Regions from separate parts of the Mus musculus genome. Here all the other regions are linked to region 1. The links are chromatin contacts, called in public HiChIP or PLAC-seq, Micro-C and promoter capture Hi-C maps. All regions are on one chromosome and are shown on one strand. The core of a region is the stretch at or near the end of the contact, and the rest is flanking DNA. Distances in the headings are between cores, read along the strand shown.

What was found. Promoter capture Hi-C pulls out the DNA fragments that hold promoters and counts their contacts. A called contact is a pair of places that touch in the nucleus more often than the background predicts. HiChIP or PLAC-seq counts read pairs in DNA pulled down with a chosen protein or histone mark.
Region 2: a contact with region 1 is called in a Micro-C map of embryonic stem cells, with 4 times the contacts expected there. The contact joins the promoter of Igf2bp2 here to the promoter of Vps8 in region 1. A contact is called at or near these places in 1 of 484 Hi-C or Micro-C datasets (embryonic stem cells) and 1 of 115 datasets of contacts at active chromatin or transcription factors (pancreatic cancer cells).
Region 3: an H3K27ac HiChIP or PLAC-seq map of extraembryonic endoderm stem cells shows a contact between it and region 1. The contact joins the promoter of Polr2h here to the promoter of Vps8 in region 1. A contact is called at or near these places in 17 of 39 promoter capture datasets (the 3T3-L1 cell line, 3T3-L1-derived adipocytes, the C10 cell line and 10 more), 1 of 15 datasets of contacts at CTCF or cohesin (embryonic stem cells), 5 of 484 Hi-C or Micro-C datasets (CD4 T cells, the N1E-115 cell line, embryonic stem cells and 2 more), 18 of 115 datasets of contacts at active chromatin or transcription factors (the SCID.adh cell line, SST interneurons, astrocytes and 11 more) and 3 of 9 other capture datasets (adipose tissue, embryonic stem cells and liver).
Region 4: a promoter capture Hi-C map of embryonic stem cells shows a contact between it and region 1, with 3 times the contacts expected there. The contact joins the enhancer-like site here to the promoter of Vps8 in region 1. A contact is called at or near these places in 7 of 39 promoter capture datasets (the 3T3-L1 cell line, 3T3-L1-derived adipocytes, cranial neural crest and 3 more), 2 of 484 Hi-C or Micro-C datasets (the C2C12 cell line and the G1E-ER4 cell line), 4 of 115 datasets of contacts at active chromatin or transcription factors (embryonic stem cells, pancreatic cancer cells and stem cell-derived neural progenitor cells) and 1 of 9 other capture datasets (adipose tissue).
Region 5: a promoter capture Hi-C map of embryonic stem cells shows a contact between it and region 1, with 2.9 times the contacts expected there. The contact joins the enhancer-like site here to the promoter of Vps8 in region 1. A contact is called at or near these places in 8 of 39 promoter capture datasets (the 3T3-L1 cell line, 3T3-L1-derived adipocytes, the C10 cell line and 4 more) and 1 of 484 Hi-C or Micro-C datasets (cortical neurons).
Region 6: a promoter capture Hi-C map of pre-B cells shows a contact between it and region 1. The contact joins the promoter of Senp2 here to the promoter of Vps8 in region 1. A contact is called at or near these places in 5 of 39 promoter capture datasets (the C10 cell line, the HPC-7 cell line, liver and 1 more), 1 of 15 datasets of contacts at CTCF or cohesin (large pre-B cells), 4 of 484 Hi-C or Micro-C datasets (CD4 T cells, Sertoli cells, embryonic stem cells and 1 more), 3 of 115 datasets of contacts at active chromatin or transcription factors (the SCID.adh cell line, memory CD8 T cells and pancreatic cancer cells) and 2 of 9 other capture datasets (adipose tissue and pancreatic islet).
Region 7: an H3K27ac HiChIP or PLAC-seq map of microglia shows a contact between it and region 1, with 7 times the contacts expected there. The contact joins the promoter of Tmem41a here to the promoter of Vps8 in region 1. A contact is called at or near these places in 1 of 39 promoter capture datasets (pre-B cells), 2 of 115 datasets of contacts at active chromatin or transcription factors (microglia and pancreatic cancer cells) and 1 of 9 other capture datasets (liver).

The regions. Positions count from the first base shown.
Region 1 is chr16:21,421,328-21,424,655 of GRCm38.p6, reverse strand. Vps8 (VPS8 CORVET complex subunit) reads right to left here and starts at 1,538. Exons shown (of 47, transcript NM_001285893.1): 1 at 1,431-1,538.
Region 2 is chr16:22,161,728-22,165,055 of GRCm38.p6, reverse strand. It overlaps Igf2bp2 (insulin-like growth factor 2 mRNA binding protein 2), which reads left to right and starts at 1,757. Exons shown (of 16, transcript NM_183029.2): 1 at 1,757-2,270. The coding sequence starts at 2,093.
Region 3 is chr16:20,716,002-20,719,329 of GRCm38.p6, reverse strand. It overlaps Polr2h (polymerase (RNA) II (DNA directed) polypeptide H), which reads right to left and starts at 1,504. Exons shown (of 5, transcript NM_145632.2): 1 at 1,336-1,504; 2 at 423-506; 3 at 246-339. The coding sequence starts at 1,408. Clcn2 (chloride channel, voltage-sensitive 2) reads left to right here and starts at 2,694. Exons shown (of 24, transcript NM_009900.2): 1 at 2,694-3,328.
Region 4 is chr16:20,790,406-20,793,733 of GRCm38.p6, reverse strand. No RefSeq gene overlaps it. Among named protein-coding and RNA genes, the nearest start is that of Gm22741, 47 kb to the right of the region's middle. Within about 2 kb of position 1,738, at least 9 of the 459 cell types and tissues checked have an H3K27ac peak or open chromatin away from gene starts, as enhancers often do. A contact at or near this core is called in embryonic stem cells, where this site is marked.
Region 5 is chr16:20,828,462-20,831,789 of GRCm38.p6, reverse strand. No RefSeq gene overlaps it. Among named protein-coding and RNA genes, the nearest start is that of Gm22741, 85 kb to the right of the region's middle. Within about 2 kb of position 1,494, at least 49 of the 459 cell types and tissues checked have an H3K27ac peak or open chromatin away from gene starts, as enhancers often do. A contact at or near this core is called in embryonic stem cells, where this site is marked.
Region 6 is chr16:22,008,023-22,011,350 of GRCm38.p6, reverse strand. Senp2 (SUMO/sentrin specific peptidase 2) reads right to left here and starts at 1,867. Exons shown (of 17, transcript NM_029457.3): 1 at 1,609-1,867. The coding sequence starts at 1,709.
Region 7 is chr16:21,945,730-21,949,057 of GRCm38.p6, reverse strand. It overlaps Tmem41a (transmembrane protein 41a), which reads left to right and starts at 1,506. Exons shown (of 5, transcript NM_025693.4): 1 at 1,506-1,690; 2 at 2,904-3,057. The coding sequence starts at 1,572.

The sequences.
Region 1 (3,328 bases), core at 289-2,788:
CCTCTCAAGGCTTAGTCAGTAAAGTGTTTGAGGCACAAATATGAGAACCTGAGTTTGATACCCCAAAGCCTACACTTACAAAGCTGAGCATGGTGGTAAGAGCCTGTAAACCTGGAAAGGAGGGAGAGATGGAGACATGGCCCCGAAGGCTTATTAGCTCATCTAGCTGAATCAGCAGGCTGTGCCTTGAGCAATAGGTCCTGTCTCAAAATAGAGGGGTGGGAGAGATGGCTCAGCGATTAAAAAGGTATACTGCTCTTATATAGGGCCAGAGTTTGGTTCCCAGCACCAACACGGGGTAGCTCACAACAGCTCGTAACTCCAGCTCTAGGGCCTTACTTCTCCTATCCCAATGGCTAAAATGTTTATGGACTAGTGGGGATAACACTAAGAGTCACTAAGAAACCCCCAAATTCTGGAAGACAGAATGCACTCAACGACTGCCAACAGTCCAATTACAAAAGAAACATATAAAGAAAAAAAAATCAGCACCTTATTCTGTTAGAGGTCTGTAAAGAATTTTCTCACATAACTCAGTCACTTCCCGCATACAAGGCTCAACAGTTCAAACAAAACTGCTCCATTTATCTTTATTGTGTATTCTACAGACCAGGTCAGCTAGTGCTAGAGGAGTCAATACTTTTCTGCTTAGATGTCAACGTGAGCAAACCCATGACTTAAACACATGTGGGTTCCCCCATCCTCAATCTATATTGGAAGCACTTCAAACACAGAAGTGTAACATAAACCCACACACAACGATGTGCAATTTTCTCCCAAACAGAGACACCTGGAACAGAGTTAGCGGCACTAGCCAACATCTGTGCTTACGTTACTTGGGCTTTTTGGGGGGGGTTAGGGGGTGGGGTGTCCAGTAGAGTGGGCAGTACAGTAACAAGCATTCTGGCAAATAGAGCCCCGCCTACTTATGAGAAGGCTCCAGCAGCTACTCCGGATAAGCCAGTACAATCCTTCCATTGAAACATGTCCACTTAGTACACCCAAACTCTGGATTGCCGCGTGCCTCTGTCCCCCGAGTGCCACACCTAGACAACAAGCCAAGGCACAGGGGTGCCCCCCACCTTGCGGCCCTCGGATTGGGGCACACCTGGCAGGAGGCGAGGAGGAAGCGGCAGCACGGGCTGCACGTCAGTCGGACCGGGTGAGAACCTCCACGCCGTGCGGCGGGCGTGGGAGGGACAGCACCCACCTCCCGGCCGCAGTCCGGGCGTGAGCGCGCCAGTCCGGTATCCCCGCAGGCGGCCGGACCCGGGTGGAAACTGCTAACCTAGTGCGAAGTCAGACTCCTGAGCCAGCCCGCGGTGGCCACAGGGTCTGCGGGAGCCACTGGGGCGCAGCTCCGTCTGCGCACCCCTGCCGCGCCGGCCCGCACCCGCCGCCCCGCCCCACCCGTTCGGAATACGTGTTACCTGAGCCGGCGTCTGCCTTGACGGGACCCCAGCACACGTGACCCCGCGGAGGCCAGCCCACGCACGCGCAGTCTCGGCAGCTGGCGGGCGCGCTTCCGCTCTCTTCCCCAGAGACGCCCTGCACTGGGCGGTGCGAGCCTCTGCGTCACGCCCTCCTTAAAGGGAGACTCTGTCCGGCCTCCAGGGACGCTCAAGGAGCCCTGGCATCTGAGCCGGAGGAGTCTAGCAAATAGAGGTCCTCAGATTAAAAGGAACGTCCCTTTCAATCAGCTCACCTGAACTTCCATAAACTCACCCCAAAACGAGGTGTCAAGGATCGTCCAGCCATCAGGCGCGCAGGAGCCTGAGGCAGAAGGAGCATATTGAGTTCAAACTAGTCTGGGATACCGACACAGACCTGTCTCAGATTCGACAAATAGATAAATGGATGGATGGATACACAGTGCAGGGTTAGGAGTGGATATGGAATTCGTTTCGTTGGATTTGGTAGTGTCCACTAATTCGTTTTCTTTTGAAAGGTGAACACAGAATTGCTGGGTTTTGGTGGGTAATTTTGGGGGGAAGGGGAAACATTGTTTTTGCAAATAAGGATGGATACTGAAAACTTCTTTTCCAAATTATCATTTTTAGTTGTCATTGTTCCATCAAAAAATAATAGAGTGGGTCACATTATTAAATAGAGAAGGCATCTTTTTTTTCCCTAATATGCTACTGGAAAAAGCTATTTCAGGATAGTTTGGCGTTTACAATTGCCACTATATGGTATCATTAACCCAAGGAGGCAGATAACATAGTTGTTGGACTTGTCTGTGAGGGAGAAATGAGGAGGGAGAGTGTGGGAAGATACCTCAGGAGGAGTTACATTGAGTATCAACCAGGCTCACTGTAGGTCTGTCCTGTAAGTACATTAGGACTGTCAGTAAAGGCCAGCTGATCACAGTGACATAAAGAAACTATAGGGCTGTCATTTTTAGGGTCACGGATGAAGGAAAATAATCAACACCTTAGCTAAAAAAAAGGGGGGGGAGCAGGGAGTGAGGAGACTTCTGTAGGCAGGAGCCAGAGAGACTGCCTAACTGAGGGAACAGTGGGATTAGTTACAAGCCAAGGTGAGTTTAGGGACAAGTTGCTAGCCTGATGTGGCTAGGGTACAGGCAGTGGCTTCCAAACATCTTTAATAATCACTCACAGAAACACATTTCAGCCATGACTCTGTGTGTGTGAGTGTGTGTGTATGAGACACACACACACAGAGAAAGAGAGAGAGAGAGAGAGAGAGAGAGAGAGAGAGAGAGAGAGAGAGAGAGAGACCCGTCTAAAGTAGGTTAGACAGAATGGTGACACCAGAACCCTGAGCCCTGAGTGACAGAGAATTGTTAAAGTTCTGGGAAGAACGGAATTCAGCTGACACATTGGGGAATGGGGCTATAGGACATGAAAAATGGGAAGATTGTTAATTGACATTTTCAAAATGTTTTACAGTCGTCACACACTTATTCTAGAGAACTTCAGAAAGCAAAGCCAAGTCTTGTGGGTGGATGTTGTAGAAGAGCAGATTTCAACTCGAGATACCTGAGAAATCCCTTCCCGTGACCGCCTCTCATATCCCTTGTTGACAACACGGAGCAGGCCACAGGCTTGCCTGAACAGTGCTACTTAACTAAAAATAGAAATAGTGTATGCTTGTTATAGAAAGCTTGGAAAACTCAGGAAATGTTTTAAAATAAAAACCCATACCCATAGCCCTCTTTTTGGCCTACTCAAATTAATTTTTTAATAGTTACATTGTATCATTCTTGGTTTGATTTGGAAGAGAGATAACAGTAAAACCTTTACTTTTTACTTAATGTATTTTCTAACTACTCCCACCAGTCCCTTTCCCAGATTCATGACTTCTT
Region 2 (3,328 bases), core at 508-3,007, 740 kb before region 1:
ACTTTGTTGCAGTACCAAAAACAAAAACAAAAACAAGTCAGAAAAACCACAAGAGGTGTGGAGAAAAGTGTCCTTTGTGATCACTAAGGCCGTGCTATCTTCTTGAAATACCATTTACAATGTCAACAAGATAGAACACACTAAAGACAGCAAAAAGCAGCTACCTCCCAGAAAGATGTCTGCAAGTAATCTCAGAGGCAGTGTAAAAGAGGGCTCCCCTCACCCCCGGAAACCTATGCTAAGAAAGAATCGGTCTACTGCATGTGCTGCTCTTCAGGGTAGCCATGGTTTGGCCACAAACACTTGACATGTTTGAAAATGTAATGCAACAACCAAAAAGGCTCCCTAACCTTTCAGCCAGGGAGAACACCAACCCGTGGTAATTCCTTGTCTTCTGTAGCCTGTAACTATGACTTACTGTGAATGGGCAAACATAGCCTTACAAAGATGACGGCCTAATTAGCAGCCTCCGTGTAAATAATCTGAAGGCGGCTTCCAGTCTGCCGTGAGTTGTGCAGCACTCACAAGTTGTTTTCACTGGCGAGCTTCTTCCACATTTTACTCAGGAAGCATCTATCCCTGGTTTATCTGTCAGTCTGGGCAACACTATCAAAGCCCTATTCCCAGTTCTAGAAGCAGTAAAGTCCAGAGAGGAAAATGTGTGGATAGTTGATGAAAGCTAGAATTGAGATGTCAGTAAATATCTAGATGAGAAAGAATCATCCATCACTTCCTTATCAAGACAAGTAATTAAGGACCGCTCCCCCTGTCCTGTCCACCCAGCTTTTAAGTTTCCCTGGGTAAAGAAATGGAAGCAGAGTGCAGTGTGTCACACATTACTCAGCTAGCCTTTTATGTCACCCTCACAAGGGGTGGTTGTTTTATTTTCTCTAGGGATAAAAGTTAGGCTCAGGGATGTTGGCACACTTTGGGGCATACTGCTGGATCTGAGTATAGAGGAGACAGACCCTATGGCCCATGGTGACTTCTCCACCCAGACATACCTCCCAACACGTAAGCCTTCTAAAAAACCAAGGAACACTTCCCGGATCACACAGAAGTCCAAAGCCATCTCACCTCAAAATCCCTCCGTTCTTTTCTGGAGCCCTTTATTTCTACGATTCCCACGGAGCCATGTGACTTAGATTGCCGCTTGGCAATCTGTCTGGCTCCTTCCCGGGAGAGGGACTAGGACCCTGCCTCTTCCGTCCTCCGCGTGGAAGGACAACTTTCTTCTCCAGTTCCTTCCCTCTCCAGTTCCTTCCAGAGTTCAGGGAACGCCTACCAAGCCTGGGACTGAAACCCGCCCCTCAGCCTGTGCATCGTCACCTCGGCCATCACCTGGCCTCGGGTCTGGCTCTCCTTTCTTGGTTGGGGAAACCGAGGCTCGGCGCCACGGTAACTTTACTAGAATACACGGTCTGGGGGAGGGGACCCGTGTGTTCCTCCGTCCTTTGACCACATGCGCCCCCTTCTTCCAAGAGCTTGGCTCGCAGCGAGTCTCTAGATCGGTGCGTGGCTCGGGACGCGCGAGGAAAGTTGTCAGCCCTAGCGTGCAGAGCTCTCCTCAAGGTGCACCTCACTCTGGCCCCGCGCCCACGTCGCGTCCACCTTGCACACACCCCGCCCACGTCCGCGCCCCTCACCTCCCGCGCGCCGCCTGGCTCCGCCGCTCCCGGCCCCGTTGGGGCCGCCGCCGCTTCCGCCCGCCGGGCGCGCAGCCTGGGAGCGCCGAGCCCTCGGAGCGCGCGGCGCGGGACGGGCAGGGCGCGCACTCTCGGCGGTGCACACGCCGCTCCAACTCTCAGGCGCGCGGGGTGCGTCCGCCCGCCGCCGCCGCCCCGGCACCGGGAGGCAGAGCAAGCGCTTTGTCCGCACGCCCGCTCGGGACTCTGCCCGGAGGAGGCAGCCGCGCCGAGTCCCCGCCTCCGCCTCTGCCCCCGGGCGGGCCGGGCCGGCCGCGGTGGGGGGAGCCAGGCTGAGGGCGAGGGTGGGGGCGGGGGCGGGCGCAGGAGGAGAGAGGAGGGCAGCGGAGGCGGCGGGAGCGCCGGGTGCCGGGCCGGGGGAGCCGCGGGCTCTCGGGAAGACGCGGATGATGAACAAGCTGTACATTGGGAACCTGAGCCCCGCCGTCACCGCCGACGACCTCCGGCAGCTCTTCGGGGACAGGAAGCTGCCCCTGGCGGGACAGGTCCTACTCAAGTCCGGCTACGCCTTCGTGGACTACCCCGACCAGAACTGGGCCATCCGCGCCATCGAGACCCTCTCGGGTGAGCACTCGGCGCAGCCCACGCCGCGCCTCGCCGGCTCGGGACGGCGGCAGCGGGGAGGCCGAGCCCCATGGGCCGCGCCCGCCGCGACTCCCGAGCCCTCACGCTCACTTTCACGCACCAGCCCCGCGACTCTCGCGGCGGGCTGGCTCCGGGATGGCCGGCTGCCCTGCCCCCACCGCGGGGGCTAACACAGACCCTTGGGCCTCAGAGTCGAGGCGACCCTGTGCCCCTCCGAGGGTCCCCAGGCTCGCTGGCTCCCTAGGAGCGCCCCTGGAGTGCCCAGCTGCTCTCCAGAGCTTCCCCCGCCCCCACCTTTGCAGAGTCCCCCGTTTTTCTTTTTCTAGACCCTTCTAGTACCCCCTTTGCCAGGGACCCCCCCAAATCCAGCATCTCTCCTCCTAGCCAGACCTTCCTTCTTCCCATGCCTCGTGCCAAAGACCTCTCGCCCTCTGTCGTCTCCCAAGCCGCACTCTCCTTTTGAGACCCCCTCTTGTCTTCTGGCCCCCCACTTTCGGCATCTCCTCGACTTCACCTACTGAACCCTTCGAGGTCTTGGGGTTTTTCCCCACCTGGCCCTTGTCGGACCGCACATCTCCCTCGGTCCTTTCCCGAAGCTCAGTTCCCTCTCTCTGGTCTCGGAAGCGCTCCTATTTTTCCCTGAATTTTTTGTCCGATTTTATTGAGAAGAACTCGGGGCTGGGGGCTTTCCGCCTCCCGTCTCCCCGCCTCCTGCTCGGCCAGGAGCACCTTTTTACGAGGTACCCTGTCTCAACTCGGTGGGGGCCCGGGCTGAGAACCGGGAAAGAGGCGACCGGGGGGCCCGCGAGCGCGCTGGAGCCCGGACGGGAGTCGGAGCGCGACACTCGCCCGCGCGCGCGCTCCCAGCTCGCATCCCGCACACGCACGCGGCGGGCCACGCTCCCGGGGGCCTGGGACCCCCGGCCCCGCAAGGGAACCCCCTTCTTTGGGAAACCTGTGCGGCGGGGCAAGCTGGCGAGACCTTTGGGTCACCCCAAAGCAGGCGTCCGCAGAGCCAGGGACTCCTGTGCGTGTCC
Region 3 (3,328 bases), core at 255-2,754, 710 kb after region 1:
TATATAGTATTAACATATGTTATTATATACTATAACATACATGTTATATATTATATCTAATATATAACATTATATAACTTATGTTATACATTGTCATGTAATGTGCATAGTATATAATACATATTGTATCCAAGAAATCAAATTTTCTATAACATATAGTTATACATATGTATATCCATAATCTACATATTATACTTTCTCTGCACTATATTCTTATCTTAGTCACTTGTTTACTGCTACCTCACCTGGAAGGCCTGTCATCTGTGGGGTTGTATTCACCATCATCCAAGGTACCATCTTCATACAAAGTACTAGCTATAACCAACCGGAACTTGTCACCTGAATAGAGCAGCAACATCAGGGTAAAGAAGTAGACACCTAAGACCAAAATCCTCTTGCCATTGCCCGTATTCAATACTTACCTAAGTCCACAGGGTAAATCTGAATGTTTACATCTAAGATGAGGTCCATCTTGAAAGATTCACTCTCACAGTGCAGCCGGGATACTGGGGAAGAGTGCATGACAGACATGATTACAAAGTCTATCGATGCCAGCTTGGGGTCAAATGCAAGAGATCAAATCATCTAACATGCACACACCCACCAGCCTCCCACAACTGCAATCAGAATCAGATTCACAAGAGGGAAGAAGGCAGTAACCTCAGCAAGTGACAGGGTCCCAAGCAAGCGGCAAAGCTCCTCCAGCAGTGGCCAGTCTCCAGGCTCTAACTAAAAACGCCTGGATGATTTAGACTAGAGTCTCACTGGTCCTGAGACTTCCTCTTTCTAGCAGGAGACACTGCTGAGGGAATCTGAGGGATGTATTCAAAACTGACATCTGTCTTAAGACATTTGCCTCCAGGCTAAGCGACACCAAGAAGAAACAACTTCCGGATCGTTGGGAAAATAAATACACCAAGCGGTCAACTGAATGAAATTCAGAGAGCTTCGGAAAGAGCTAACTTGTTCTTAGGCTAATACAAAATTATTGGTTAGGAAGGCAGGTAGGTAACTCGCTGCAAGACCTGGGGTAACAAAAGAGATAAGGCACCATCTACTTTTTCCAAGAATAAAGTTCAGAGCACGGTAGAGCACATAATAACTGTGTAGGGAGTTAGAAAGGTTCCCAGGGGTATGCCAGCACCCAGCTAAGGGCCACCCACCGGGCACCAGGCACCGCAAATATAATAGAAAAAGCTGTCTCAAGTTTCTCATTCACGAAAAAAAAAAAAAAACTGTTTCCTGAGGGAGGTACCGAGAGGGTGGGGCGGGCCAGCCACTTGGGGTGGGTGGGCATGTTGGCCACTTCCCTCCTACCGCCCCGACACCGCTTACCTCGGTCAAATTTCTTGCCTTCTGGGTCGATGTCTTTCACATCGAAAATATCCTCGAACAGGATGCCCGCCATCGCGAAGGGCACGAAAGCTGCAGAGGATGTGAGCGCGCGGCCACCACTGGGGATTCGCGCACCCCCTCACGTGGAGAAAAGTAAGACAGGGCAGAGTACCGCCCCAAAAGCGGCAACGAGGCCGAGGGCGCGTGCGCACGGGCTGCAGTCACGCAGCCACTTCCGCTGCCTCCTTCTCGGGGCTTCTTCACTTCCGCCGGGAAGGGCCACCTCCGAGGTGCTCGGGCCTTGTGGGCGAGTCTCAAAACTCGGTGACTCCGTCCAAGGCGGGGACAGATTAAGTCCCACCTCCGACGGGGTACCGCGCTGCGCCCGGCTCGACGGCGCCCTCTTCAGACTGTGGATCCCAAAGCGTGGAAAGCTTGGGGGCCTAACCCAGCCAGGAACCTTGATCCTTGGCCCAGAGAAGCCCGGCCCTAGCCCTTCCCTGAAGTCCGCGTGCCGGCCGAGGGCACAGTCCGCGCTGCAGGCAGGTGGAGCAGAACCCCGCCCGCAGAGCACCAGCCCTCCAGGACCCGGTGCCCAGCCCCTCAGACTGTCACCAAGATCCCCAAAGCTGGTGCGAGCTGGCTCGGACCAGCTAGACATCACCGGAGCCGGGTGCGTCCGGTTTGGGAATTTGCCATGATGTCACTCTCGGGGAAAGGAAAGCCCGCATTGTGCCCTCCCCTGGGGCTTCACCTCCTCGCCACTCCCGTCTTCCCTTGGCCCTGCTTGGCACTAGCCTCACACTGATCCCCTAGAACACTGCCAACTGAACTTGGTACTGCCTGTCACCCCACTATACCACCCTCTTCTGGACACTGAAGTGCGCCTTTCACTGGGAGGCGACAGCTCGCAATACCTTCTTTCTAGGTGCTACCTCCTCTCATTACAGCCCCTGTGCTGGGCACCCTCTTGTTTCTTGAATGAGTCTTCATCCTGGTACTATTCTTTCTCCACAGATTTCTGGACACTGTCCTCTCCAGTGGCTCCAACCTAACGCTGCCCATCCTCTTTGTGCCCTCGACACCTTCTTCTTGTCCTTCCCAGGACCCCGAAAGACAATGTGGAGCCTCAGTAGGCCGTTTCCTCAGGGCGTCAGCAGCTACTCAAATTCCCCCTTAAGCGGTGCCTGGGAGGAGCGACCTCTGCTCCCCCCCCCCCCCACACACACACACACACCCGCCTCCCAGGAGCGGCCTCCCCCGCACCAATAGCTCCCTTCCCTCGGGCCTCACCCCTTCCCGTCCCCTCCCACCTCCACCTCCGCCCCTCTTTCCAGGCCTAGCCATTCCAGGTGCACCTTCCCGGGGGAACCCGGAGGAAAGGAAGGAGAAAGGGAGGCAAGGAGGGAGCCGGCTCTCGGGCATCCTCCCAGATGCGTCTGAGCCGCCTGAAAGTGTGAAGCAGAGGCTGCCCCTGTCCGGTCTGGCTTAGAGAGCCCGAATTAGCTTTTGTCAGTAGCCCCCTACCCCAGTTCAAGAGTCCCCACATCTCCAGCCCCTCCCGCACAACGCTGCAGCCGCGGGAGAGCCCGTCCCTTCCACGTGCCAGCAGACCCGCCCCCGCCCGGCCCCCGCACCCTCAGGGCGCTGGGTTAATCCCGGGCCTCCGTGGCGAAGGGGTGCGAGATCGTGTTTCAAGCGCCCCCTGCCGCCTCTCCGGACACCAGGAGGCGGCCCCAATGCAGACCCCGGCCGGGCAGGGACGCCCCTGCAGATGGGCCGGGGCGGAGCAGCAAAGCAGGGCACCGCCCTCGGCCCGCCCGCCGAGGAGGAGACGCTAGCGGGAGGCTGAGCCTGCGGCGCGCGCCCGGGGACCCGTCGCACTCTGCACTCGGCCGCCTGGGCTGAGGGGACGGGACGGGTGCGGGCGCGGGCTCAGCGGGCCGGGAGCTGAGTCAAGGCCGAGAAGCAGAGGGAGGCAAGAGGACAGTGC
Region 4 (3,328 bases), core at 489-2,988, 630 kb after region 1:
AGAAAGAAAGAAAGAAAGAAAGAAAGAAAGAAAGAAAGAAAGAAAGAGAAAGAAAAGGAGGTTTGGCACAGTCAGCTATTGGATGGGTCACAGGGCCCCCAATGGAGGAGCTAGAGAAAGTACCCAAGGAGCTAAAGGGATCTGTAACCCTATAGGTGGGACAACAATATGAACTAACCAGTACCCCAGAGCTCTTGACTCTAGCTGCATATGTATCAGAAGATGGCCTAGTCGGCCATCACTGGAAAGAGAGGCCCATTGGACATGCAAACTTTATATGCCCCAGTACAGGGGAACGCCAGGGCCAAAAAGTGAGAGTGGGTGGGTAGGGGAATGGGGGGGAGGGTATGGGGGACTCTTGGGATAGCATTGGAAATGTAAATGAGGAAAATACCTAATTTAAAAAAAAAATATATATATATATATATATAAAGTTTGGAGATAGTTCAGTTGGTAACTGCTCACTTCACAAACACAAGGACCCAAGTTCAGATCCACAGCACCCATGTGAAAGCTGGGATACAGTGACACGTGCCTGTAACCAGCACTTACCATTCCACAGCACTGTTCATTGAAAAAGAGTCAGGACAGGGACACAAGCAGGGCAGGAACCTGGAGACAGGAGCTGGTGCAGAGGCTATGCAGGGTGCTGCTTCCTGGCTTGTTCCCCATGGCTCACTCAGACTGCTTCCTTATAGAACACAGAACCACAAGCCCAGGTTGTCCTCACCCACAATGCTCTTGGCTCTCTCACATCAATCACTAATTAAGAAAATATCCTACAGGGTTGTCTATGGCCCAAACGTATGGAGGCATTTTCTCAACTGAGGCTCCATCCTCTCTGGTGACTCCAGCTTGTGTAAACTTGACGTAAAATTAGCCAGAGCAGCCAGGTTTGATAAGAAAGATTCTGTCTCAAAGATAAGGTGGAGAGCTATAGAAAAAAGGTAGCACCAGCCTCTGGTCGCCACATGTACACACACATACACGTAAGAGCATTCACTTGCACATATGTGTACATGCACACACACACATAGGCATGAGCATGCACATACACACAAACATACCAGGATCCAGAGTTGGATGTGGTGGTACAAATCTATAATCTCAACTTTCTAAGCCATTGACAAGAGGATCAACACACGTTTGAGGCCAGACTGGTCTGCAGAGTCAGTTCCAGGACAGCAAGGGATGCAAAGTGAGACCTGTCTAAAAAAAAAAAAAAAAAAAGTGCCAGATTTATTCTTCCACGAATAACCCCAGGGAAATGAGAGCTCCCTTCAAGTCCATGGATGAACACAAGGACTCCTGTGATTAGAGGGACCCCCCACACTAACCAGGCCAAAGAATGCTAAGGATTATGACTTTGCCCAGGTCCGAGTGTATCTGTATCATGAGGGCAGAAATTCTGTAACTGACATCCTGGGTACCACACGAACTTTGACAGTGTCATAAGACAGAAGTGTGTGGGACTTAGAAAGCAGTATGGGCAATTCCCAAGTAACTTTTGCCTCAGTCCTGTTCGGAGCAGTATTGTGTGTAGTTTTTGGCTACCCCACCTTATGTTCCTGGGCTGGGCATGTTACCAGCCACCCACCCAGGCTCTCTTGGATCCCAGTGTTGTGCATGAACCTGGTGCTGTTTGTATTTTGATGCTAATTCTGCTCTCCTGGGAGGGGCTGCTGACAAGGAATGAGTCAAGTACTCGGGTGACTTCTTGTGAACCAATTCCCTAATGAATAAAGGAGCCAATCCATGGGCAAGTAGGTGGAACTTCCGGGTTGGGTTGAGAAAGAGAAGACGGAGGAGAGGGTTAGAGGGGCGTTTTTTGGAATGGGGAAGGGCAAGATGTAGCTGCTAGAGTTTCCTGGTGTCATGGCAGGTCCGTCGGGATTCACCACCAGAAGAATCAGATTTAACACAGTTTACAAGATAAGGTTTTAGTTATTGTGCCCAGAGATTGAGTTACCATTGTTTCTGAGCTAAATTTGTGTGGTGTTTTTTCATCTCGCAGTGATTCAACTGGGTTCCAGAGAGAAAGGTACAGCGACAAATTGTGCGTTCATCTGATGTGCACCACAAAGGTCGTGGGGGCTTTGAAGCATGGGGTTGGCGTGGTAGTGACCTGCCAGTGGGAACCTAGCGAGCTGGGTGGAGAGATTGTGGAATTCTGAGTCAGAGTCCCCATGATACAATAACAGGTCGGCCACTGCCCACCAGTGCATGGCTGGCCAGCCCCACAGGGCAGAGAATTGCCAGTGCCCAGCAGTAGTGCAAGAAGCTTGTTGGTCGTGTTTTAAAATTTCTTGCAACATACTCGGATGGAAAACACACGCGCGTGCGGATGGATACACACACACACACACACACACACACACACACACACACACACACACACCAGCTAATTTTAAAATGCCTTGGCTAATGCAAAGGCTGGGTACTCCTAAACCTTCCCCTGCTACCTCAGGCCCAATTGGGTAAGTGGCCACTTACCTGAAAACTCACGTGCTGTTTGGTTTTATCTCCTGCTGCAACTGAATCTCCTTCCTCTTCCCCAGTCCTCGAGATTCTCTCTGTGCTTTACCCACGCCACTATAAGTGTTCACCCCATGCCCAACCATTGGCCACTGGCATCTTTATTGATAGATCAAAAACCAACTGGGGACAAGGACCTTCAGTGTCTGGATAGCAGATTCAAAGCATTAGCACCAATCTCCAGCGGGGCAGGGACAGCATAGGGCTGACCTCAGCCCCTGCCCCAAACTCAGACTCAGAAGCCCAAGGCCTCTAACGTTCTGGTAATCCCTCCTCCCCTCCAAGGTTTTCCCCATTTTGGCTAATCTTACTGTGAATAAAGTATTACTTGTGACAGAAAAAGAGGAGGAAGAAGAAGGAGGAGAAGAACGAGGAGGAGAAGAAGGAAGAGGAGAAATGGCAACCTGTAACCACATTGGAACGTCTAGATAGTTATAGCAAGACCTTAATACCTTAATAGCATTTATTTCTGAGTGTTACGATTTTAGTTGGCCAGGTATGAGTGTTGCACACCTATACTCCCCGCACTCAGAAAACAGAGGCAGACAGATTTCTGTGAACTCAAGGCCAGCCTGGTCTATGTATCAAGTTCCAGGCAGGAGTGATGAGACCTTCTCTTAATTAATTAAGTTTTTAAAATGTTAAAATATTTTAGGTGGGGCTGGAGAGATGGCTCAGTGGTTCAGAACACTGACTGGTCTTCCAGAGGTCCTGAGTTCAAATCCCAGTAGCCACGTGGTAGCTCACAACAATATGTAATGGGATCCAATGCCCTCTTCTTCTGGTGTGTCTG
Region 5 (3,328 bases), core at 245-2,744, 590 kb after region 1:
ATGCCATCATGTCCCTATAATATGCCAGAGGGGTCCTTGGGATACACAGTTTTGCCAGGTTGAGGAGGTTGAAAGTGGGGGAAATTTTGGATATTGGTCTTTGATGGGCTACCTACCTCTAATAGAAAACAACATTTCTCAGACGTTCACCATGTGACTACAGGGATGAAACTCAGGTCATCAGGCTTGGTGGCAAGTGCTTTTGCCTGCTGCGCCATCCCACCCGTCCTAGCAGCAGTGTTTTTGATAAGAGAAAGGGAGGGGTGGGTGAAGAGGCTCATCGGTGAAGTGCTTACCATACAAGTCTGAGGCATGAACTCATTCCCTGACCTGAAGTGGAAAGAGAGAAGGGATTTAAAGTTGCCCTCTGACATTCACATCGGTCTGCTGGCATCCATGTGTGTGCCATGCTTCCATACAGAGAGAAGAGGGGAGATCCACCATGCCTGCATGCACAGAGAGAGAAAGGGGGCCCCACCATGCCTGCATACACACAGAGAAAGGGGTCCCAATATGCCTGAGTACACACAGTGTCCTGCCATGCCTACATACACAAAGAAAGAAGAGGGGTCCCACCATGCCTGCATATACACAGAAAAAAAGGGGGTCCAGTAATCCTACATACACAGGGAAAAGGGGGGGGGGGAACCCCTGCTAGTTCTCTTTAATTGCAGGTCCCACATCTGTCCAGAATTGTTCATGCTTTGCAGACCTTGAAAATTCTCTGGAAGCACATAAGGCTGGCCACAACAAGGTGACAGCAGCCCCACCTGGGCAGCTTCCTCCCACTGTCCCACTTCCCACACAACCACAGCAGTTGATCCAGCAGGCTACCTTCCTTCAGTTTCGGGAGCAAAGAGTCCAGCAGTCCAAGATGAGATTTCCAGCACAGCTTTCTTCAGGGGCATCTTCCTCACAAAACATTTCCATCTTTTTTCTGCATACTTATTCATAGCCTCAGAGTGCCCTGGGGGGATCTTTTTATTTATTTATTTATTTTATGTTTATGGAATAAAGGTGCTGTGCACCATGGTGCATGGTCAGGAAGGTCAGAGAACCAATCTGTTGGTTCTTTTCTCCCACTGAGCTACGTCATGAGGCTTTGAGGCCAAGGCCTTTATGCACTGAGCCATCACACCCATACCACAACATTCTTAAGACAGATATTTTGGCTGCTATTGTTGTTCTCATTTTAAAGAAAATCACAGGACAAGTTGGCTTCCCAATTTAGATTTTCCCATTTATAACCCATATTGGTACTTGGTAGGAAATGTGTAGTAAGGCTGTGTCATGCTTAAACACGTTGGCACTTTTCCTTTCTCATATATACGTGTAATATTTTCCATCTTAAGGAGAAGAAAATTTAATTTCTAAGATCTCAAAGAGGTAAGGCAAGTGTTGCCCAAATAGTTGAGTCTGTCTGGCACCTCTGGCCCCAGACATGGGGGAGGGAGACAAGGGGAGGGGAGGGCACACTCAATGATGACGAGGAAACCCAGATCACTGTAGGGTACTTTCCATCTCTGCCCCAGCCACTTATCAGGGTCTAGAGGACTGAGAGCTTGTGTTGGGGGAGAGACAGGAAGTTTTAGCATCTGGTAACACCTTGGCAGGATGTGACTTGGAGCTGCCTGGTTAGCTGACACACCCTCTCTGACATCCAAGCCAAATACTCTAAGGACAGTGCTCAGCCCAGTCAAGCCCACAGCTGCAAGGAAAGAGGGGGTGGGGAGCATTCCAGCCCTGCCTTGGCTTCATCTTTGCGCTACTGCTTCCTGGTGTGTTTCTTTGTCACGTCTGTAAGCTTGAAAGTGACTTACACTGTGTCAAGCAGTATGGCATAGACCACATAAGGATGGGGGAGTTCATTCATGAAGTTGGTCCGTACAAGAAGGAACCTAGCACTTGCCAGCTGCAAAGGAGCTGGGCGTGCCAAGCATTCCCAACATAGGTTGGTTAATAAGCCTAGCCCTGCAGAGTGCTCACAAACACCTCGGTGTGGAATGCCTAATGAGGAAAGAAAAGATATTTACCATACATTACTAAGTAAAGGCTCCACACACAGGATTCTTTCTTTGTAATCAAAGTGTTCTTGCTTGACAGAGTCCTTTTCTAAGCCAGGCCTGAAAGGCAAAGGTACAGGCTGGATGCACCCCTCCTCTGACAAACAATCAGGTTACAGTCACCCCCATCTTTTCCACATCCCTCACAGGGGATCTGTTGGCCTTCCCACACCCTTCCGATACAAAGGGAGTTGTAGTCACATTCCATCCCCCAGACAATTGAGGAAGTAATGCTACACCATGGGCTGACCTCTCTCAGTCACTCCAGAGCCTCCAAGTAACAGAGTGCCCAGCTACAGAGTTACAGAGTGACACCCCACCTCAAAACAACAAAATAAAGCAAGCAGGATAACAGTACTCATCTGCCAAATCTCCCCCTCAGTCACCCCAGTTGCCCCACTTCTGGTAGGAGCTACATCTGTGAAGCCAGGATATAGTTTGAGCCCTTCCTCAAGGAAGAAGGAACACACAGACACACACATTTTAACGTACTTACATACTTGCAGGTGTGTTTATGGTTTCGTCCTCACACCGAGTTGGTTCATAATAAGGAAGTTGCTGGACCACCAGAGACCAAGCTGAATGCAAATCTAAGTTTGAAAGTTCTCCTCTTGTGAGACTATGCCGGGGCCTAGCAAACACAGAAGTGGATGCTCACAGTCAGCTATTGAATGGACCACAGGGCCCCCAATGGAGGAACTAGAGAAAGCACCCAAGGAACTAAAGGGAACTGCAACCCTATAGGTGGAACAACAATATGAACTAACCAGTACCCGGGAGCTCTTGTCTCTAGCTGCATATGTATCAAAAGATGGCCTAGTCAGCCATCACTGCAAAGAGAGACCCATTGGACTTGCAAACTTTATATGCCCCAGTACAGGGGAACCCCAGGGCCAAAAAGGGGGAGTGGGTGGGTAGGGGAGTCGGGGGTGGGTGGGTATGGGGGACTTTTGGTATAGCATTGGAAATGTAAATGAGCTAAATACCTAATAAAAAATGGAAAAAAAAAGTTCTCAGGAGGCAGTCTGTACAGACATACCTCTGCCCACTGCAAAGATGTCTGTCCACCTTCTCCCCCATAGCACCTCAAAGAAGGGTGTCTGCAGGATGGGACCGTGGGATGTTTCCCAGGCAAGCCTGGGAGTCTGACAGCCCTTTCTTGTGCGTGGTAGCTGCTCTGGCTTAGGATTCTGACAGATTGTTTATTTTGACTCTTCTTTGTTGTGAGGTATATTCATCAGAGAAGACTGCTGGACCTGGGTTTA
Region 6 (3,328 bases), core at 618-3,117, 590 kb before region 1:
CAAAAGCTCCGTACCACACAACCTTCCTTCTCTTGTGCCCCATGTAGTCGTAAAATGAGATGCAAGGTGCAAAGCAGAGTCCTATTTCTAGACCGTAGGAAAGACTCAACACTCCCTACTACATTATGATGTATAATCTGGCCAAATTAAACCAACACATCATTTGGTTTTGGGACACTGGCCCTAAAGACAGACTTTTTTTTTTTTTTTAATTTCAAGCAACAATATAAGCAGCCTTAAGAGATAAGGTAGTAGTTGGGAGTTGGCAATGGTGTTGCTTAAATGTCTCCCGACCCCTATACCCTGGGCTGGGGATTGAAGACAGGACAGGCACGACAGACAAGCACACCGCCCCTAAGGCACAGCTCTAGTTCCTAGAAAAAAGTATCTTTTAAGACACCAGCCCCCGAGCCGGGCATGGTGGCACACACCTTTAATCCCAGCACTCGGGAGGCAGAGGCAGGCCGATTTCTGAGTTCGAGGCCAGCCTGGTCTACAGAGTGAGTTCCAGGACAGCCAGGGCTGCACAGAGAAACCCTGTCTCAAAAAACAAAAGAACAAAACAAAACAAAATAACCCACGAGCCCCCGAATGTAGTAAAGAACAGAAAGCAGCTAGAAGTCAAGGCTGGCCAGGACACATCCACACTCAGGTTTGGGTCGGCATACTGCTGACTCCGAGGGACTATGAATGAAAATGTGAGGCGATCACCAGTCCCTGTTCGATAAATATGCAGTTTCATTGTGCACCAGATCCAGTTGGGGGAGAATAAACTATTCTTACATAAGCATCAGTTTGAGAACTTTATAACATCTTAACCGATTCTTATCTGAACCCCATGGAACTGTAGAAGCCATGGGACTACATGCTACAGTTTAGCGAACAACCAGTTTCACCAATGACCTACATTCCTGGAGTCATCTATGAATCATTTTGATCTACTTCCCCTAATCCAATCTTTTGTCCACTTCTCTTGACCTGGAAACAAAAATAATCACCATCATCATAATAATAAGTGAAGTAGACATAGCAGAGGAAGGAAAGGGAGGGAGAATGTAAGAGTGGGAGACAGGGGGGAGTATAGAAGTTGTAGAATATTTTGTTTTCTAGATAAACCCTTAAAAGGGAAGACACTGTAAAGTAAATAAAGGAGTAGATGCTAAGTACTAATATTTGTCATTTCCTTCTAATTTTAACCGAATCTTACAAGAGTGCGGTACGTAAATACTTTCTGCCTCTTACAAGGATGTTAAAGAACAGGACCATTCCCTTCCCCTGCAGCCCAACACACACACCCCGACAGTTGCTGTCGAACAAGACAACTGCTGTTCCTCGGTGCGAAGACAACAGCACTCGCAGTCAAACGACTACGGGCAAACTCCTAACCTAGTGACTCGCTCCTGCGCTGTCCGCCCGCGACGACACCGGGCGACAGGAGCCGTATCCGGCGAGCAGCACATCGCCGGCCTCCCGTTCCCCTTCCGCTCGCAGCTAGAGGGACGGACTCTCCCCAGGCCTCCGCGGTCCCGTAGTCGCCGGTTCCCACAGGCCCGCGGCGCCCAACGCCAGCGCGGGGGAGGGGACCCGACCGGCGCGCGGCCACCTTACCTGCTGGAGCGCCGCCTCTTGAGTAGGGCGCGGGCCCCGGGCGCGGGCCGCTCACACAAGCGAAGAATGGTGCCGAGAACCTTAGCCAGCCATCTGTACATTCCAGGCCTGAGCAGCAGCGGCGGCCGACACACCCCGAGACGCGAACCCCAGAGCTGTCGCCGCCGCCGCCGCCGCCGCCGCCGCCGTCGCCGCTGCCGCTGCCGCTGCCGCTGCCGCCTTCGCCGCTTCAGCCGTAGCCAGGATCAGGCGCGGACTTGTGACGCCATCAGAGGGCCCACAGATTTAACGTTCCCCGGGCTAGGGGAGGACTCTCTAGAAGCCGTTGACGTCACCTTCTTCCGCCCAACGGGAAAGCGGCCTCCGGAGTCTGAGCATGCGCAGTCTGGGCCTGCTCCTTGTAAGCCTAGCAACAGGAAGCGGGACGGGGAGAGCGGGCTCTTGCGCGGGTCTGACTGGCAGACCGAAGGGCGGGGCTTTCTCTTTGGCAGAGCCAGTCAGGAGTCGATCTCGGGACAAGGCCCACAGACCCAAACCACGTGTATCGATGCTGGGCCGGGAGAGCTACCCAAGCAACCCGACAGTGGAGGGTTCTGTAAAAGAATGCGCAGGGTGGAAAATAGGTCAGGTTAGTTAATGAGTATGTAAGGGTTTGCGCTTTATTTTGTATATACATTGGTCTAATACTTTACCCGGATTGCCGTCATGTTTACAGCAACCGGACACAGTGGGGAATTTTAGGAATGTCATAAAAACCAAAGGTATATAGCAATTAAACCATGTGCCTAAGAAAATGGAGCTAACCACTAGCATTTGAGCCAGTCTAACTATTAGGGCTCATTCCGCACGCATACGTGCAAGTTTACTGGGAGAGACATTTTCATAGATACTTATAAATTAGAATACAAGGTCACCTGCTTATGTGATAAATGATTGTAATGCGCAATGGAACTAGAGAAAGTTAAACCAGATGCTGGGGAGTGAGTAGGGCAGACGGACACGACTTCTTAGGAAAAGCTTCCGAGAAACAGGGACTGAATGATTCCTGTGGCCTTTTCTAATCAGCTTGTCTCTTCCCCTCAGCTGTCAGGTAGCAATCAATTCTCATTATCCTCTCTGGGAATGTATACACTTTTCTTTTCTTCTCTTCTCTTCTCTTCTCTTCTCTTCTCTTCTCTTCTCTTCTCTTCTTTCTTTCTTCCTTTTTGTTGTTTTGTTGTTGTTGTTGTTGTTGTTTTTTGAGACAGAGTTTCTCTGTATAGCCCTGACTGTCCTGGAACTCACTTTGTAGACCAGGCTGGCCTCGAACTCAGAAATCTGCCTGCCTCTGCCTCCCGAGTGCTGGGATTAAAGGAAAACCATTAGAAATAAATGTCTAAATAATATCTCCTATGGACTTAAGCATAATGTCTGGGAGTGCAGTCCCTTGAAGTATTAAAAACAGTCTCAAAGCCGGGCGGTGGTGGCACATGACTTTAATCCCAGCACTTGGGAGGCAGAGGCAGGCAGATTTCTGAGTTCAAGGGCCAGCCTGGTCTACAGACTGAGTTCCAGGACAGTCAGGGCTACACAGAGAAACCCTGTCTCAAAAAACAAAAACCCAAAAAACAAAAACAAAAACAGTCACTGCTGGGCATAGTGGCACATGCCTTTAATGCCGGCACTTGGGAGGTAGAGATAGGTGGATCTCTGTGAATTAGAGGCCAGCCTGGTCTACGCA
Region 7 (3,328 bases), core at 257-2,756, 520 kb before region 1:
AGTCTCCCTGCTCTCCGTGCCATAACTGAATCTTAGTTCCTATCTATGGGGGCCCTTCTACTCAAACCACGACACGATACCAGCTCAGAATATGTAAAACTGCCCCTTAACCTCCGAGTCCTGAGATGATCGACATTTGGGTTGCTCCCAGTCCCTTGATATCAAAACAAGGCCAAGCATATTTGTGGGTTCAGTTCTTGGATGTCAACTTGCTAGGTCTTTGATGCATGCTCCCTGTTTGAACCAAAGAAGTGCTCTGAAGTGCTTCATGCCTTTTGACTCTGAAGAACTCACCCAATGGGTCGGTCCTATGTGCTGTCACTTCTCATCCCCACTGTGCAGCCTGTCCCTTTTGCCCTGTTCCCACTGCCGTGGTCCTTTCCGTCCCTCCCTCCCCGCAACCTGAGGTATTTACTGTTAACTTGGAGCCTACTCTAACCACTTGCTCTGACATTCTCAAAGGAGAACGGACACTGTCCCTCCTTTTCTCCTCCTCCCTGTTTTTTGAAGACAGTTTGTCACTGTAACCCCAGGCTGTCTTCAGTCTCCATTCTGCCTCAGGGTTCCATGTGCTGGGACTGCAAACACACAACACGATGTCTGCCTAGCAGAATGGTTCTTACTGAATGCTGCCAGGCTCATCTCCCCACAGTTTCCTGGGGTCCCTTGCCCAAACTATCTTCTAGCACTCTCCAAGTGGACAATAGCCATTCATTTCTCCCAAACCTTCGGCTTCCCTGAAGGTTGCCTTACTTAGGGCCATCTCACTTGCCCCTCTGCTTGCTCATCCAGAGAGTAAACGCAGTGCTCACCTCTTTCAGACTCCACACAGTGCAAGGACCACACTAGTTTTGGAGTTTTGAATCTGGGTTTTCTTTTTGAGAGATGTCATTCTCACTACCCGGCTACCCTGCCCCTTTCTGAATTTTTGCTTAGTATTTAAAGATGACTGAACCCTGGGCCTTCCTTCTCTTCAAGTGCTGGGGTCAGTCACATGAACACCATGTCTAGCACCACAGACTCTTTCTAAGACTCAGATGTGTGTTACAGCTAGTGTGTGCACGCTAGCTCCTACACAAGAGTTATGGCAGTAAGCGTTTTCATCCGTTGAGGCACACTGAAATGTGTTTATGAGTACTGGGGATAATGAGCACACTTCAGGTACTGAATAGAAGGCATGTCTGTTTATTTCTGTGGTGGTCATTACCTTCTTTCCACAACCATCGGTGTCAGTCTCACATTTGTTGGCTTCATTTGCTTTGTGGGACAGACTGTGGACAAGACTGACCGCCATGCTGCAAGCTAGGTTGTGGCAGGCTCACAACTCAGCCCCAGATCTCCCAGCTCTGTCACAGGGAAGGCGTTGGAGGTGTTCAGTGTAGAGCCAGCAGGAGCACTTTAGACTAGAGCGATCAGTCCCTGGCGGGGGCGGGGCCTGCGGCGGGCCGAGGGCGGAGCTTTGCGAGGGCCACGCCCTGCCCGTCCAAGAACGCGCTCCGCCCGCCCAGTCGGCGCACGGGGAGGGCTCTGCGTTGCCACGGGGGGAGCGCGCTCTCCGGCCAGGCCGCGGCATGCGCGCGCTGCTCGGCTTGCTCCTCGTATTCGGAGGCTGCACCTTCGCATTATACCTGCTCTCCACGCGGCTGCCCTTGGGGCCGAGGCTGGCGGCGGCCGGGGAGCCCGAAGGCCGGTGAGAGGGAGGACACCGGGCGGTGGCCTGGGAGGAGGTCGGAGGGTTGGCAGTGATGCCTCGGGGGCCCTTGCACTTCTCTGCACACGCGGTCGCCTTCCAGCCCCAGCCATCTCGGCTACCGTGGCTCTCCTTCCTCAACCCAATTACCACAGCAGCCAGTCTTCAGAGGTGCAGCCCGGACTTGGAGTGACGAGGCTATGATCCAGTTTGCCCTCTTCCTGCCTGTCTCTGCTTCCCATGACAGCTGGGCGAGGCAGAAGGCTTGTCGGTCGGGTTTCCGACTGCTGCTTATTACTTTGAAAGTGCATAGAGTGTGTCTGGCACGTTGCCGCATTACCAAGAGGCGTTAACTGCATTCGAGTTGTTTTCAGTTACCATTGTCTTTTTGTGGAGCTGAAAAAACTCTCTTGTGGATGTCAGAGGTACTCATGAGAACTAGGAGGGGCTTGCTCATAGTTTATCTCTGCTGGAGCAAAGAACTGTTGAGATGGCAGAGGCAGGGTAGTCTTTGTTCTGTGACCTTTGGACGGGATCCACGGTGTACCAGGCCTAGCGCAGGGTGAAGAGGGAGGCTCTCGGAAAGGGTTGGCCTCCAGCCATGTTATCAAGAAAGCTGTATTTATTATGATGGGAGGTATGTGTCCACGGGGATTCTTTTAAAGTGATGAAATTGTTGTTTTTTGCCTAGTACATCTGGGTAACATGCTGTCTAAATAGTTGTGTGTTTGCTTGGGAGAGGGTCTCCTAGAAAGGACGGCAATTCATGATGATATGCAGTTGCCTGGAGATGAATATACTTGTGTCTTCGGACAAGATAAAAAGAGACCGAGGATGCAAGTCAGTGCTGGAGCCGATGCTCTCAGCATGGTGGAGGCTGTGGGGTTCCATCTTAAAACCCCTAAATAAGTGAAGAGGGTGTGTAGTGGTTATCCAGCACCAGACCCTTTTTAGGCAAGGAAAACAAGACCCGTGGTCACTCCAAGGTCACACAACAGGAACACTGTAGAGTGAGGGTGCCAGCCCAGGGCACTTGTTCCCACTCCAGGGCTCTCCTGTCTGCCTCTGTTGTTTTATCTTGGGTCAGCTGTCATCTTGAGTTCTTTCAATGTCTGGTGGCCAGATGACCTGTTTACAAACTTAACTCTGCAAGGAAGACACACTTCGAACTTTCTCTGGAACCCACGCCTCCACCTGATTTCCCAAACTCTAGGTCGCTGTGGTTCCCCTCCGATCTGGCAGAGCTGCGGGAGCTCTCTGAAGTTCTTCGAGAGTACCGGAAAGAGCACCAGGCCTATGTGTTCCTGCTCTTTTGCAGTGCCTACCTCTACAAGCAGGGCTTTGCCATCCCTGGCTCCAGCTTCCTGGTCAGTGTCCTGCCCTCTCTCCAACTGGGTTTCCTTCTCTGCAAACTGTGACTGCTCCCCCAGAAACCCCTTTAGCCGAGTGGCAGGATGAAGAAACCGTGGGTGTGAAGAGGCGGGCACGAGTGGGCACTGGGTACTTACTGATATTGCAAGCTTCCTACTGTCCTGCCTCTCTCTCCTCCCCAGTATCTAATTCTACCCCAGATTCTGCTTAGACCTATCCGAGCACAGCGTCCTTAGGGCTGACTCTGGGTTGACTTCCCCCTCCAGC